4 separate regions of the Mus musculus genome follow, and regions 1, 3 and 4 are each linked to region 2. The links are chromatin contacts, called in public Hi-C and HiChIP or PLAC-seq maps. All regions are on one chromosome and are shown on one strand. The core of a region is the stretch at or near the end of the contact, and the rest is flanking DNA. Distances in the headings are between cores, read along the strand shown. Region 1 overlaps Gorasp2 (golgi reassembly stacking protein 2). Region 2 overlaps Mettl8 (methyltransferase like 8). Region 3 overlaps Tlk1 (tousled-like kinase 1). Region 4 overlaps Tlk1 (tousled-like kinase 1).

The links. A called contact is a pair of places that touch in the nucleus more often than the background predicts. HiChIP or PLAC-seq counts read pairs in DNA pulled down with a chosen protein or histone mark.
Region 1: an H3K27ac HiChIP or PLAC-seq map of epiblast stem cells shows a contact between it and region 2, with 9 times the contacts expected there. The contact joins two enhancer-like sites. A contact is called at or near these places in 4 of 39 promoter capture datasets (the C10 cell line, embryonic stem cells and hippocampal neurons), 9 of 15 datasets of contacts at CTCF or cohesin (the NIH/3T3 cell line, embryonic stem cells, hippocampal excitatory neurons and 3 more), 181 of 484 Hi-C or Micro-C datasets (the 3T3-L1 cell line, 3T3-L1-derived adipocytes, the 63-12 cell line and 84 more), 42 of 115 datasets of contacts at active chromatin or transcription factors (T-cell acute lymphoblastic leukemia, astrocytes, bone marrow-derived dendritic cells and 25 more) and 5 of 9 other capture datasets (adipose tissue, embryonic stem cells, embryonic tail and 2 more).
Region 3: a contact with region 2 is called in a Hi-C map of bone marrow-derived macrophages, with 24 read pairs. The contact joins two enhancer-like sites. A contact is called at or near these places in 4 of 15 datasets of contacts at CTCF or cohesin (CD8 T cells, large pre-B cells, pro-B cells and 1 more), 96 of 484 Hi-C or Micro-C datasets (3T3-L1-derived adipocytes, the AtT-20 cell line, B cells and 50 more), 16 of 115 datasets of contacts at active chromatin or transcription factors (the 230-238 cell line, CD8 T cells, astrocytes and 8 more) and 2 of 9 other capture datasets (adipose tissue and embryonic stem cells).
Region 4: a Hi-C map of bone marrow-derived macrophages shows a contact between it and region 2, with 44 read pairs. The contact joins two enhancer-like sites. A contact is called at or near these places in 1 of 15 datasets of contacts at CTCF or cohesin (large pre-B cells), 1 of 484 Hi-C or Micro-C datasets (bone marrow-derived macrophages) and 8 of 115 datasets of contacts at active chromatin or transcription factors (T-cell acute lymphoblastic leukemia, bone marrow-derived macrophages, embryonic basal ganglia and 4 more).

Annotation. Positions count from the first base shown.
Region 1 is chr2:70,688,751-70,691,622 of GRCm38.p6, reverse strand. Gorasp2 (golgi reassembly stacking protein 2) reads right to left here. Exons shown (of 10, transcript NM_027352.4): 9 at 2,321-2,440; 10 at 1-965. The coding sequence ends at 640. Among named protein-coding and RNA genes, the nearest start is that of Gm38528, 14 kb to the left of the region's middle. Within about 2 kb of position 1,257, at least 41 of the 459 cell types and tissues checked have an H3K27ac peak or open chromatin away from gene starts, as enhancers often do. A contact at or near this core is called in differentiating embryonic stem cells, epiblast stem cells, pancreatic islet and 1 more, where this site is marked.
Region 2 is chr2:71,038,586-71,041,562 of GRCm38.p6, reverse strand. All of the region lies in intron 1 of Mettl8 (methyltransferase like 8), which reads left to right. Among named protein-coding and RNA genes, the nearest start is that of Mettl8, 16 kb to the left of the region's middle. Within about 2 kb of position 1,657, at least 44 of the 459 cell types and tissues checked have an H3K27ac peak or open chromatin away from gene starts, as enhancers often do. A contact at or near this core is called in bone marrow-derived macrophages, differentiating embryonic stem cells, epiblast stem cells and 2 more, where this site is marked.
Region 3 is chr2:70,761,466-70,764,165 of GRCm38.p6, reverse strand. All of the region lies in intron 3 of Tlk1 (tousled-like kinase 1), which reads left to right. Among named protein-coding and RNA genes, the nearest start is that of Gm38528, 58 kb to the right of the region's middle. Within about 2 kb of position 1,310, at least 3 of the 459 cell types and tissues checked have an H3K27ac peak or open chromatin away from gene starts, as enhancers often do. A contact at or near this core is called in bone marrow-derived macrophages, where this site is marked.
Region 4 is chr2:70,740,884-70,743,583 of GRCm38.p6, reverse strand. Tlk1 (tousled-like kinase 1) reads left to right here. Exons shown (of 20, transcript NM_172664.3): 11 at 1,342-1,530. Among named protein-coding and RNA genes, the nearest start is that of Gm38528, 38 kb to the right of the region's middle. Within about 2 kb of position 1,418, at least 22 of the 459 cell types and tissues checked have an H3K27ac peak or open chromatin away from gene starts, as enhancers often do. A contact at or near this core is called in bone marrow-derived macrophages, where this site is marked.

The DNA of each region.
Region 1 (2,872 bases), core at 8-2,507, 350 kb after region 2:
GCAACAGCAGCAGCTACAAAATGGTGTCTGAATAATTCTGAGTTCAAAACAAGATCTGTGTACAGGCAGAATAAAAAGATGTTCAATTAATAGTGTGCCATGGACCGGAACAAAACATCTGCAACTGGGAGTTTTGTGTAAACCGTAATAGAGATGCGACTCACAGAGACCAACAGTAAATTCTTGTTTCCTTGTACAGTTTAGTGAGGTGGTCTGTGTTCTTGCAAACGACTTACAAAGTACAAGAAATGTTGCATGTGGGCACTAGGCATAAAATATTTCATTTCCTTACACAAGGCATAGCAGTGGTACAGGGAACCCAGTGGGTACCCCGCCATCTCTCTTCCAAAGATGAACCTCCCAGAACGGCAGTAGATGCCTGGCAGCAAGCCACCCATGACAACTTTTTTTGGTTGTTTAAAATACAAGCACATTCTCAGATTGCCCTCCTCGGCTGTAACCCCCCGACGTGGTGGGAGGCAAGCCCTCAGCCTCTTGCGTAGTTTCCCCTTAGAATTATGTACAGGACACCTACAGATACGGTACACACTAGTATGAAATCAATGGTAGTTTGCGATTCCAGACCTGACCCCGTGGTTAACTAAACAGACCACGTCGGTTCTGAACATTGGTTCCCAGTTAAGAAGGCTCTGAAGCATCTGCATCAGACACAGGCTTCTCGACGGCCGGGGTGCAGTCGCTGACTCTGTCCTCAACAGTGGTGGGGACCTTGGAAGCAGGAGACGTCACATCCACAGTGAGGGAAGAGGCGTCTGCCTTTGCAGTAGTCATGACAGGGTCAGAAGGTGGGCCCATGGCAGGAAGGGAAGACAGCGGCTCCCCTGCGCTGGCTGCAGAAGAGCCCTCTGGAACCAAAGGGAATGACGGGAGGAAGTCGGACAGCATGGGGAGAGGTGCAATGCCAGGTAAGTTTCGGGGAGGCAAGGAGGGAAGAGGTGGCAAACCTAGGATAGAAACAGCAGAGGTCACATATTCTCCCAGCAACCAGAGCACGGCCATCAAGCTCCTCTACCTGCCCCTGAGAGCCTGCAGCCGAAGCAGAGCTCTTTGCTCACTGCCACCTTTGCTGACCTCTAACTGGAGGCTGGGGCCAAAAGCTTTCCAGGCCCAAGCTCCGTGTACTCAGCCCTGCACTCAGGAGTCTGCCGATGCGACAACAGCTCCCTCCAGAGCCATGGGAAGCAGTGCTCCCTGGCGTTCAAGGGCGCTGGCTGGATGTGAGCTAGGAGGATCCTGCCCAGGCAAGGCGCCTCTTGTCAGCTAAGAGGAGGAGCTGTGGAGGAGCAGCAGCACTGCCTCAAGGGAGCCGCCCTGCACCTGGGGAGGCCCCGCACTGCCTGTGCTGCTCTTGGTGCGTTATTCTGGAGATCTTCAGAGAGGAAAGAGCAAAGGGAAGGCGGATTGTACGGGGTATGTCCAGGACACCACTGGCTGGAGAAGCTGTCCTGTCCTTAGAGGCTTGCTGCATTTAAAGACAGAGGGACCAAGAATATGGGCCCCAGGGAAAAGAAGCAGGGAGTGTGGTCGGTGCAGCTGGGGCTTTCTAGGTCCCTTGTTCTTCAGCCCTGGCACTGAAGATGTAAAAAATGCAAACCTGTCAGAAGTGTGACAATGACAACCACTATTCAGTATGGAGTGATCACTGCAGTGTCATGATGGGCAGTCACAGGGAGCGTCAGCAGGAGCAGGCTTGGGGACTGCTGCTCCCTTTTCACCTGGGCATATGACCTGAGAGCCACCTGCTGGCAGCTGGTGCTCTGGGTTACTATTATAAAACCATCTGTCAACCCCCAGAACACTTAGCTGGCCCGAGTGCAGAGCTGTGGTCCTAGCACTTGAGAGGCTGAGGCAGGAAGTTAATCCAGGCCAGCTACAGTGAGACTCCGCCTGCCCCTCCAATCTCAGAAAAACAAAAATACCAGGCCTGGACTGCACAGAGCAGTCACCAGCATTTCCTGTGGGTAGCATCCTTAAACAGGAAGTGAAGAGAGGGGACTCAAGCATCTTTATTAGGTGACTGTACCACACTGTCAAATTCAGTGCACAGTGCAACTCCACTGATCCTATGGTAGCCTGCCTGGGGCCAAACCTACCAGGGTGTAGAGAAAGGGAGGGAGGCAGAAGGCCGGGTCATGGACTTCTTTCTTCTTCTCCATATAAAAGATGGATACTGATTAGAAGTAGCTGAAATGTGTTTAGCTGAGATGCTCTTTCTGGAAAAGACTGAACGGGAGGCCTCGCTTTCCTGAATCCATGTTTTTATTAGCAATGTCTTAGGAGGGTAAGGCATGCAACATACCCGGGCTCCCGAGCTCTGGCAAACCGACCCCTGGCATGATGTGCGGAGCAGGGAGGTTGAAGTTGGAGAGGCTGGGGAGGTTGGGGAGGCTAGGCAGCCCTGCTGACAAAGGCATCAGACCTGAGCAGAGGGCGAGAAAGAACACAAGGTAAGTCGTTCCCCTGGGAAGGAGACAGGTCATCACACGCTGACAAAAGGATCTCTTCAGAATTCCGACACCAGGGTTCACTGATGAGCGACAACTGAGTCTCACAGAACGCGCTCTGCCTCGTCTGAGGGATCAGGCTGTGAAAGCAGCAAATGCTACACAAGCAACACACGCTCCCACGGCCCTGGACCAGAGAGAAGGCGCCTACCTACACACTAACAGCTCACCGTGCTGCCCATCGTTCTGTGTGAGCACATGCGCAGTTCATGGCTGACTACATCTGCACACTGACAACTGTAGCCCTGTAATGGGAGGCCCTGACAACGCACATACTCATTACTCAAGTAACATCTCACGGATATCAGCTAGACAACAGGACTTAGTCTGCACTGGAAATACCGAGA
Region 2 (2,977 bases), core at 408-2,907:
AGAAGTTTATAATAATGTATTCTACTGTTGTCAGTGGTAACAAATGCACCAGGATGATTCAAGAGCCGAACAGGGGAAGCTCTGGCACGTGAGCAGGAACTCTGTATATCTATCTGTAGAGCGGTTCTAGACTGTTATTTAAACTTGTGGAGCAGTTATATAAAGTTTAAATAAGTTACTTCGAGGTCTAAGTGAGATGATAGCAGGATGAAACGATTTAGAGCAGTGTGTGGTAATATATACAGATTCTGTTTACCATCACCACCTTGTTCTTTAGCTTAGGGCATCTTTGTGGTTACAGCTGAATCTCACTGCCTTGCTCTTCTGCATATCGGTTTTGGGGTTAGCATGTCAACAGAGCGGTATCCCCAATGCTGTATTCTTAAAGGAGGAAACAGCAAGACTGTAAAGATTCATGAGAAAGCAAGGCCAGAACTTAAGAACCCCTCCCTTTTTAAAAATGTATATGAGTGTTGTACTTGCATGTATGTCTGCGTACCATGTGTGTGCCTAGAGCCTAGGTTGGTGACAGGAAGGTCTTAGATCCCCTAGAACTGGAGTTATGGATGCTGTAAGCCACCATGTAGGTGCTGGGAACTGAACTCATATCATCTGCAAGAATAAGTGCACCTTACCTCTGAGCCATCTCTCCAGTGTGAAAGTTCTTAACTTTAGTTTCCTGCTTTGCAAGAGGCAGTGACTGAGCGATGCCAAAGCCACGAGCCTGGCAGGGGCTTCTTTCTAAGCGCATAGACGGCTGCAATAAGATCCTGAAGTTGACGTTTTGGGTTTTAGCATATTTCTGATTAAGATCCTGGTTGTTTGTTTGCTTGTTCGTTTGATTTTGGATTTGCTGTTTTGCTGTTTGCTTGTTTCTTTGCTTTTTGAAACAGGGTCTCTCTGTGTAGCCCTGGCTGTCCTGAAACCCACTCTGTCGACCAGGCTGGCCTCCATCTCAGAGATCTGCCTGCCTCTGCCTCCCAAGTGCTAGGATTAAAGATGTGCGCCACCATACCTGGCAAGGTGTCCTATTTTTTTGTTTTGGTTTTTGACTCAGTATCTCAGGTATGTGGCACTGACTGGTGTGAAACTCACCTTTGTAGTCCAGGCTGGCCTTGAACTTGCAGCAGACTTCCTTCCTTTACCATCCAAGTGCAGGTGTGAGCTGGAACTCAGTGCCAGGCATGTGAGGCCAGGCCCTTTTCCTGATGAGCCATCTTATCAGCCCTTTTTCCTTTTTTTTTTTTTTTTTAATTTTTGAGGCCAAGGCTCAACTATGTAGCCCTGGCTGGCCTGGAGCTCAGGATCCTTCTTCAGCCGCTGGAATCCTGTGGTTATCAGTGTGGTACGCCATGCTTGGTTTCTTTATGATGCTTTCTTATTACTACTCTAAGTTAGTACACCAAGTCCCACAATGTCTCTGATGGAATATATTCACCGAGCAGCTTCAATTTGATATTTCTGTTTGGTATGAAGAACGAAAGCAATGTTTTAGTCAGGAATTGTCTTTTTCAGCAAGCAGTTCCAAGAACCAGTTCCCAAATTCCTCACTGAAAACCAAAAGGCAAATAAAATGCCTGTGATTGGGAAGTTGTCTCTCTGGAGATGCCCAGCAGAGGGCGGGAGAGCTTTCCCGGGGCTGGCTTCCGCTTCCTTGCAAGACTGGGCAGACCTGACTAGGGCCATCTGTGTTTGCAGTCTGATGATTAACAAGTACTAGAAATGAACCGAGCGTGGTGCATCAGAACCACAGTTGCTAAATGAGGAGAGAAAACGCTATAATGCCAAGTGGCCGTGTAGAGCTGTGGTCAGTAGAGCACAGGAGGGGAGGGAGGAGCAAGCGGGATGCAGGCAGGTGTCCCATGCCTGGTACCAACCAACCAAACACAGGGACTGTAGCTACAATGTCATGGGAAGCGTTTAATGATATAAAGCGTTAACTATCCCTATTTGATATATAATAATTTTGTGTATAGTTTTGTGTGTATAATTTTGAAGGAAAAACAAAAAGGCAAGGTGGCAAATGCCTGCTATGGTTGGTGAATAGGAGAAGTTTCTAGATCACTGGAATTTGACATCCTAATGGGGCTTCAGAAACCTTTCTAGAGAGAATGCCACCTAGTGCCCGGGCTAACTGCTTCCCCCTCCTTCTCTCCACTCATGGTTATTATACAGAACTTGTATACTTTGTAATTTTAAAAATAATTGTTCTGTACGTAAAAAGGTATTTCGAGAATATTTTTGTTGTTGTTCTTTGAGAGGCGGAGACAGGAGGATGAGTTCAAAACCAGCCTTTGCTACATTGCAATTTTGAGGCCAGCCTGGGTTACCTAAGACCCTATCTCAAAACAAACAGTCCAACAAACAAGCAAACCCAGGAAGGAACATTTCAAGGCTCATTGAGCTCATCTGTGAGCCTGAGTTAAGGTCCATCATCCTAGACAGTACCTGCGCGTGCGCGCAAGCATATGTGTGTGCGAGGTCCAGCAGAGGAGACCATTCATAAGGCTTTGTTCCTTCTTCTCTCCCCTACTCAGACAATGTTTTTCTATATTAATAAGTTTAAGGTTTTGGCAGCGTTTTGCATGGATGCTTGGTTTTCCTCTCTATAGATATGCATTTAATAATTTAATCAGCACTTTTATAAAAATAACTATTTATACTTTCCAGCATATGTACAAACAGTGCTGTGACAAATATTTAACATATTCTGATTATTTTACAGAACATCTTTCTAAAAATAAAATTTTCTATCATGTGTTGGTATGGTGGTGCGTACATTTAATCCCCGCACTATGGAGCCAGAGCCAGAGGCCTAAGCCAACTTCTGAGAGTTCAACACCAGCCTGAGCTACACAGAGAGTTCCAGGCCAGCCTGGGCTACATAGAGACCCCTCTCCCCCCAAATCTGGAAATAATCCGACAGAGTTATTGATTTGTTTTGTAGGTGGAGCAAAGCTTTTTCCACCCTGAGTGT
Region 3 (2,700 bases), core at 61-2,560, 280 kb after region 2:
ATGTCTGGTGCTGGTAGATGCCAGAGAGGGTATTGGATACCATGAAACTGGAGCTCCTGATGGTTATGCGCCACCATTTGGTGCTGGGTCCTCTGAAAGAGCAGCCCATTCTTACAGTTCTTAAACCATCTCTTTAGCCTAGGAATAATATTCTTAATTTTAGAGACTATGAAATGCATATTACACAGGAAATTCATAATTTATCATAATGATAGATAGATAGCCTTATCTTTGTCCCAATGATACATCAAAATCATTTCTAGAGTTTTAAAGGCATTTTCCTAGAAATAGTTATATTTGGAATGCATACTCTGTTTAGAAATGAAAACTTTGTAAATTATTGAAAAATGACTGCCAATAGATATATGGTAGAACTGTTGAAAATAAAACTAATCTACACTCACACACACACACACACACGAGATAAATAAAATGTACTGTTGGAGAGAGAGAGAGAGAGAGAGAGAGAGAGAGAGAGAGAGAGAGTGTGTTTGTATGTGTGTGTGTGTGAACTTAGAGCTTGTACCAGGCAAATTCTTTACTACTGAGCTATAGACTTATTCTACAATAGTGCTAATTATTATGTAAAGATCTTGAAATGTGGTAAGTAGTCTCATATATTAATATTGTTAAGTATAGACTGATAGCCTTTGAAGTTAAATTTTGGAATGTGAATATTCTGCATTTGGTCTTTGTCAAAGGCTGAGAAGCAATTCATATTTCCTGACACCACATTTACACTTAAAATTATCAGAGACAGTGGGTGGTTCACTGATTAAGAACAGTTGATGCTTTTGCAGAGGTCCCAGGTTCAGTTCTCAGCACCCACATGGTGGCTCTCACCACCAGGAACTCCAGTTCCTGAGGATCCAACCTTCTCTCTGACTTCTACACACACATGCATGATGCATCAGGAAACCATCTAGAAAGTAAATACATAAAGTGAAAAGAAATCTTTTTAGAGAAATAATGTGTGATGTGGGGTGTGTGTGTGTGTGTAACTAGGAACTTGTGTTTAAGGTAGTGACTTCAGTGTGTGTATGCCAGACAGTTTTCATATCCTGTGAATCACAATGGGACATAACTTGAAACCACTGTTCTAAATTTTGCTTTTGTAATGACTTTAATAATGCCAGGACTTCAGGGTAAATTAACTCAAGTTATTGCTTCCCAAACCTCACCCAACTCATCCCTCACAACTGTCCTGTGTGGCTGCTTGGTTTTGATTTTGGACTTAAAAGCTGCTGACAAGATAATTTGAGTAAGGAGAAAGTTCAACTGGATTCTAATTTTATAGCTCATTCGACTTTGCAGTTTTAAAGGGAAAGCCAGAGAAAAGAGGATGTCAGTAAACAGTTATGATGCATAACAAAAAGAAAATGGCACACTAAATTATCAAATTACTCTTCACTTATATTGAAAACTTAGTATGTTCTTTTTAACATGGAGATTTAGTTTTAAGTAACCCAAGTAAAAGCTTAGGTTGGGATGGGAGGATGGTAAGTAACATGGTTGTAGAACTCAGAGTTCCTAAGTATTAGACTTCCTGTCAGTGGAGGCAAGTGCTGGGCATGCATGACAGCAGTGAGATTTGCAGGCTTTAAAACAGTGCAACAGTCGATATTTGAGTTGAGTGTTACCCATCTCTTCCCGCTGCTCTCCACTTTACTATGATACTGTCATGTAAAAGAAGCAATACACCATAAAATAAAATACACTCAAAGTTGCTAGTGTGTTTATTTAGAACAGCAAGAAAAACTTTTATTTGATGATAAGGTTTCAAGATATTGCATATATAAACTTCTGTAGTAGATTTTAGAGTTAGCAGTGTAACAGGTTTTCTTTCAGGGGTCAAAGTTTCATGCAAAGACTTCTAGATAATAATTATTAAAGTTCTGTCTCTTTTTCAGGGGTGGGCTATTCAGTTCCATCTTAATGTTCATATTTCGTAATAAGTTTTTACAAAAATGTAATAAAATACAAGGAAGCAAGAAAAAAATTTACAACAGAATTTACTATATTCTAATCTAGTTCTTAAAGTTTAGAGAAAACAGGATATCTTTTAAAAAATTTTTACTTAACATGTATGTATTTTGTTTGCATGTATGTCTGTATACTACATATAAACCTGATGCCTTGCAAAGGGTTGAAAAGGCTGTAAGAGCTCCTGGAACTGGAGTTACAGATAGTTGTGAACCTCTTTGGGTATGCTAGGAATTGAATTCTGGTCCTCTAACAAGCAGCCAGAGCTCTTAACAACTGAGCTATTGCCAGCCCTGAAAACTGACTATCTTACACATTTGACATTCTGGGGAGAGCGGTATTAATTTGCATTGACTGTTTTTTTAGAAAGGATCTATGTTTTGGTGTGTGCCATTAAGTAATAAAGATATTTCTCAATTATTATCCTGTCTCAATCTAGTTTAACAAGTTCTGTCCAAAAATGTGGTTAACCATTGAACAGTGGGATAAGCTGGATGGCTTAGTGGTTAAGAGTCCTTTTTGTTCTCATTTAGAGGACCCATGTTTAGTTCCCAGTATATGTGTGATAGCTTGAAATGATCTATAATTCTAGTTCTAGGGAATCTAATTCTAATTTAATGTTGTGACTTCTGTAAGTAACAGGTATACACATATTACACATATGTATATGCAACCCAAACACCCATATGCATAAAACTAAAATTAAAAAACATATTA
Region 4 (2,700 bases), core at 169-2,668, 300 kb after region 2:
TTCCTTTCGTGGCTGTGGAGGTTACTCATCAGGTTAACACACTTGCAGCAAGCCTGACAGACTGAGCTGTATCCCTGGGACCTAGTCTTCTGACCAACCCCACACATGCACTTTGCACATGCCCCCAACTGTTAATGCAAGGCTTGCTCTGTAACCTAAGTTTCTTTCGAACTTGCAATCCCCTTCCCCCATACACACATACTCTGAGATTACAGGTCTACAACCAGCCTATATTCTGTAATAGACATAATATCCACTAGTTTGTAGACTCTCAACTCTTTGGAAAATTGTTTTAGATACATCAATGGGAAGTGCTATTAAATTTGTATTTATTAATGTAACAGGTAGAAATTTCAAGTTTCTTTTTGCTTTTACATTGTCATCTTTTATTTCAAAATACCAACAGTTTTAAGAAAGTATCACTTCATATTAAAATTTCCCTTGCCTTTTATAAGCTTATCTAAAATATTGTTGGATGATAAAACATATGTTTAAAATCTATCTCAAACTTTGATTAGATGGGGCTTGGGTTTTGCTTTGTTTTGTTTTTAGTTCATTTATTTAAAAGAATCTTAGTGTGTATACTAGTATATTTTGATCACCATGCTAGATAGTAAGAATAAAATAGAATGTGTGTGTGTAATATGTATACTGTCTATTTTAATGAAAAGATTAGCCTAACCAAACTCATTCTGGTGTAGTTTTATAGGAAAGGTATTTTTCAGTAAGGACAAGATACTATGAAATACTGTGTAACCACATACTTCCTCTTATCTGGAGGTTTAGGGAACACTTCCTTTAAAGACTGTATGAAGTGAGACCTGTAGGATGTTTTGTTTCACCAGAGTGGGACCCATGGGGCTAGAGAGATGACTCTGCTGTTGAGAACACTTGGCTACTCTTCCCGAGGACCTAAAGCCCAAGGTTTGGTTCCCAGCATGCAGGTGATGGCTCACAGCTTTCGGTAACTCCAGTTCTAGGTGAACTGATAGCCTCATCTGGCCTTTAGAGGCACCAAACACACTTGTGATGCACATGAATACATAGGCAACACACTCAGTTGGTTGTGTTGGTGCACACCTTTAATCCCAGCATTCAGAAGCAGAAGCAGACGGATCACTTTGAGTTCCAGGCCAGTCAGGGCTACACAGTGAGCTCCTGTCTAAAAAGAGAATGAACAAACAACTTTCATACACAAAACAATTAAGTATATGCTTAAAATTTTTTAAAAGAGTGGGGCCAACAGAATAGAGTTTTATACTATGTGATCCTTTTGATATATTTTTAGTTGTGGAAAATAATGGAAGATTAATGTGGTTTCATTTGTTCCTTTTTACACAGGCAACAAGAATGGGTGAATCAACAAAGGGAAGACATTGAACGGCAAAGAAAACTTCTAGGCAAACGCAAACCTCCCACAGCTAATAATTCTCAGGCACCTGCTACCAATTCTGAAGCCAAGCAAAGAAAGACCAAGGCAGTCAATGGAGCGGAAAACGATCCCTTTGTTAGGCCAAATTTACCACAACTGTAAGCTTCTTTTAAAATTTTCACTTACATTGTTAGCAGTGAGCGAGAATGCTAATAATAATGTTATTCATAATTGATATAGCAAAAACAAAAGTACATATAGCCAGGAAATATGTTAACTGAAAAGTTATCTCTGACATAATCTCCAAGCCTGAATGTTTTCAGTGGATTTTGAGTGGGATTTACCCCCTTTCGTATCTGAATCAGTTGCCTATACCACTGCAGTGTTCAAATTAATATTGTTGGCGGTTTATTTTCTGAATGTATAAATGTACTTCACAGGTAGTTTCAGACAGTTGTTTCTTTTTTCTGTTTTGTTTTCTAAATTTTCTATGTCAATTGCTCTTTGTAATTCAAAGAACAAAGATGCTTAGATAATAGTTACATGTTTATAGAAGATTTGGGAAGTTGTACAAAGATTTATGTGAATAAAGATGTAGATACCCTTGGACGTTCTATATAGACACATTTGTGTCTCCTTATTGAGAAAAGGTTCTTTGACCCTCATTCCTGCCATGTCAGGGACTTTTAAAGCAGTGAGCAGGAAGCAGAGCTCTCATACATTACAAACACAGCTCCATTTGTCCCTCTACACACATACTGCCTAGGTCTTGTGTTTTCTGCACTATTATACCCCAGTCTCTGGCATATTATTCATTCATTAGTCTTCCTTTTTCCTTTCTCTCCCCTCGGTTCCATTTTTATCAAATCTTTTGCCGGGGTGATCTTTAATTTCTGGATTCAAGCAGTCCTCCTGTCTCAGGCTTCCAAAAATCTGACACTACATGAACAGACCAACATGGCCACTTCTTCAAATTCTATCTCAGAATCACTTCTTCAAGTCATTTCTAATTTTGTTCTAAATTCAATTAGAATACCCAACTGTTGGTTTAAAAAGCACTAAGGTTCTATATTCAGCAACACAGTGGCTATCTTAAAAGTGCTGGGCTTTAACTCTATACCTAATGACACTAGTCCTTTAACACCTGGTCTTTTAGTTCTTCTCTTGAGACACCTGGTCCTTTAACCCCGCCCCTATTGATACCTGGTCCTTTAACTCTGCCACTGTAGACACCTAGACCTTTAACTCCTCCCCTGTTGATACCTGGTCCTTTAACTCCGCCCTATTGATACCTAGTCCTTTAACTCTGCTTGTACAGATACCTAGTC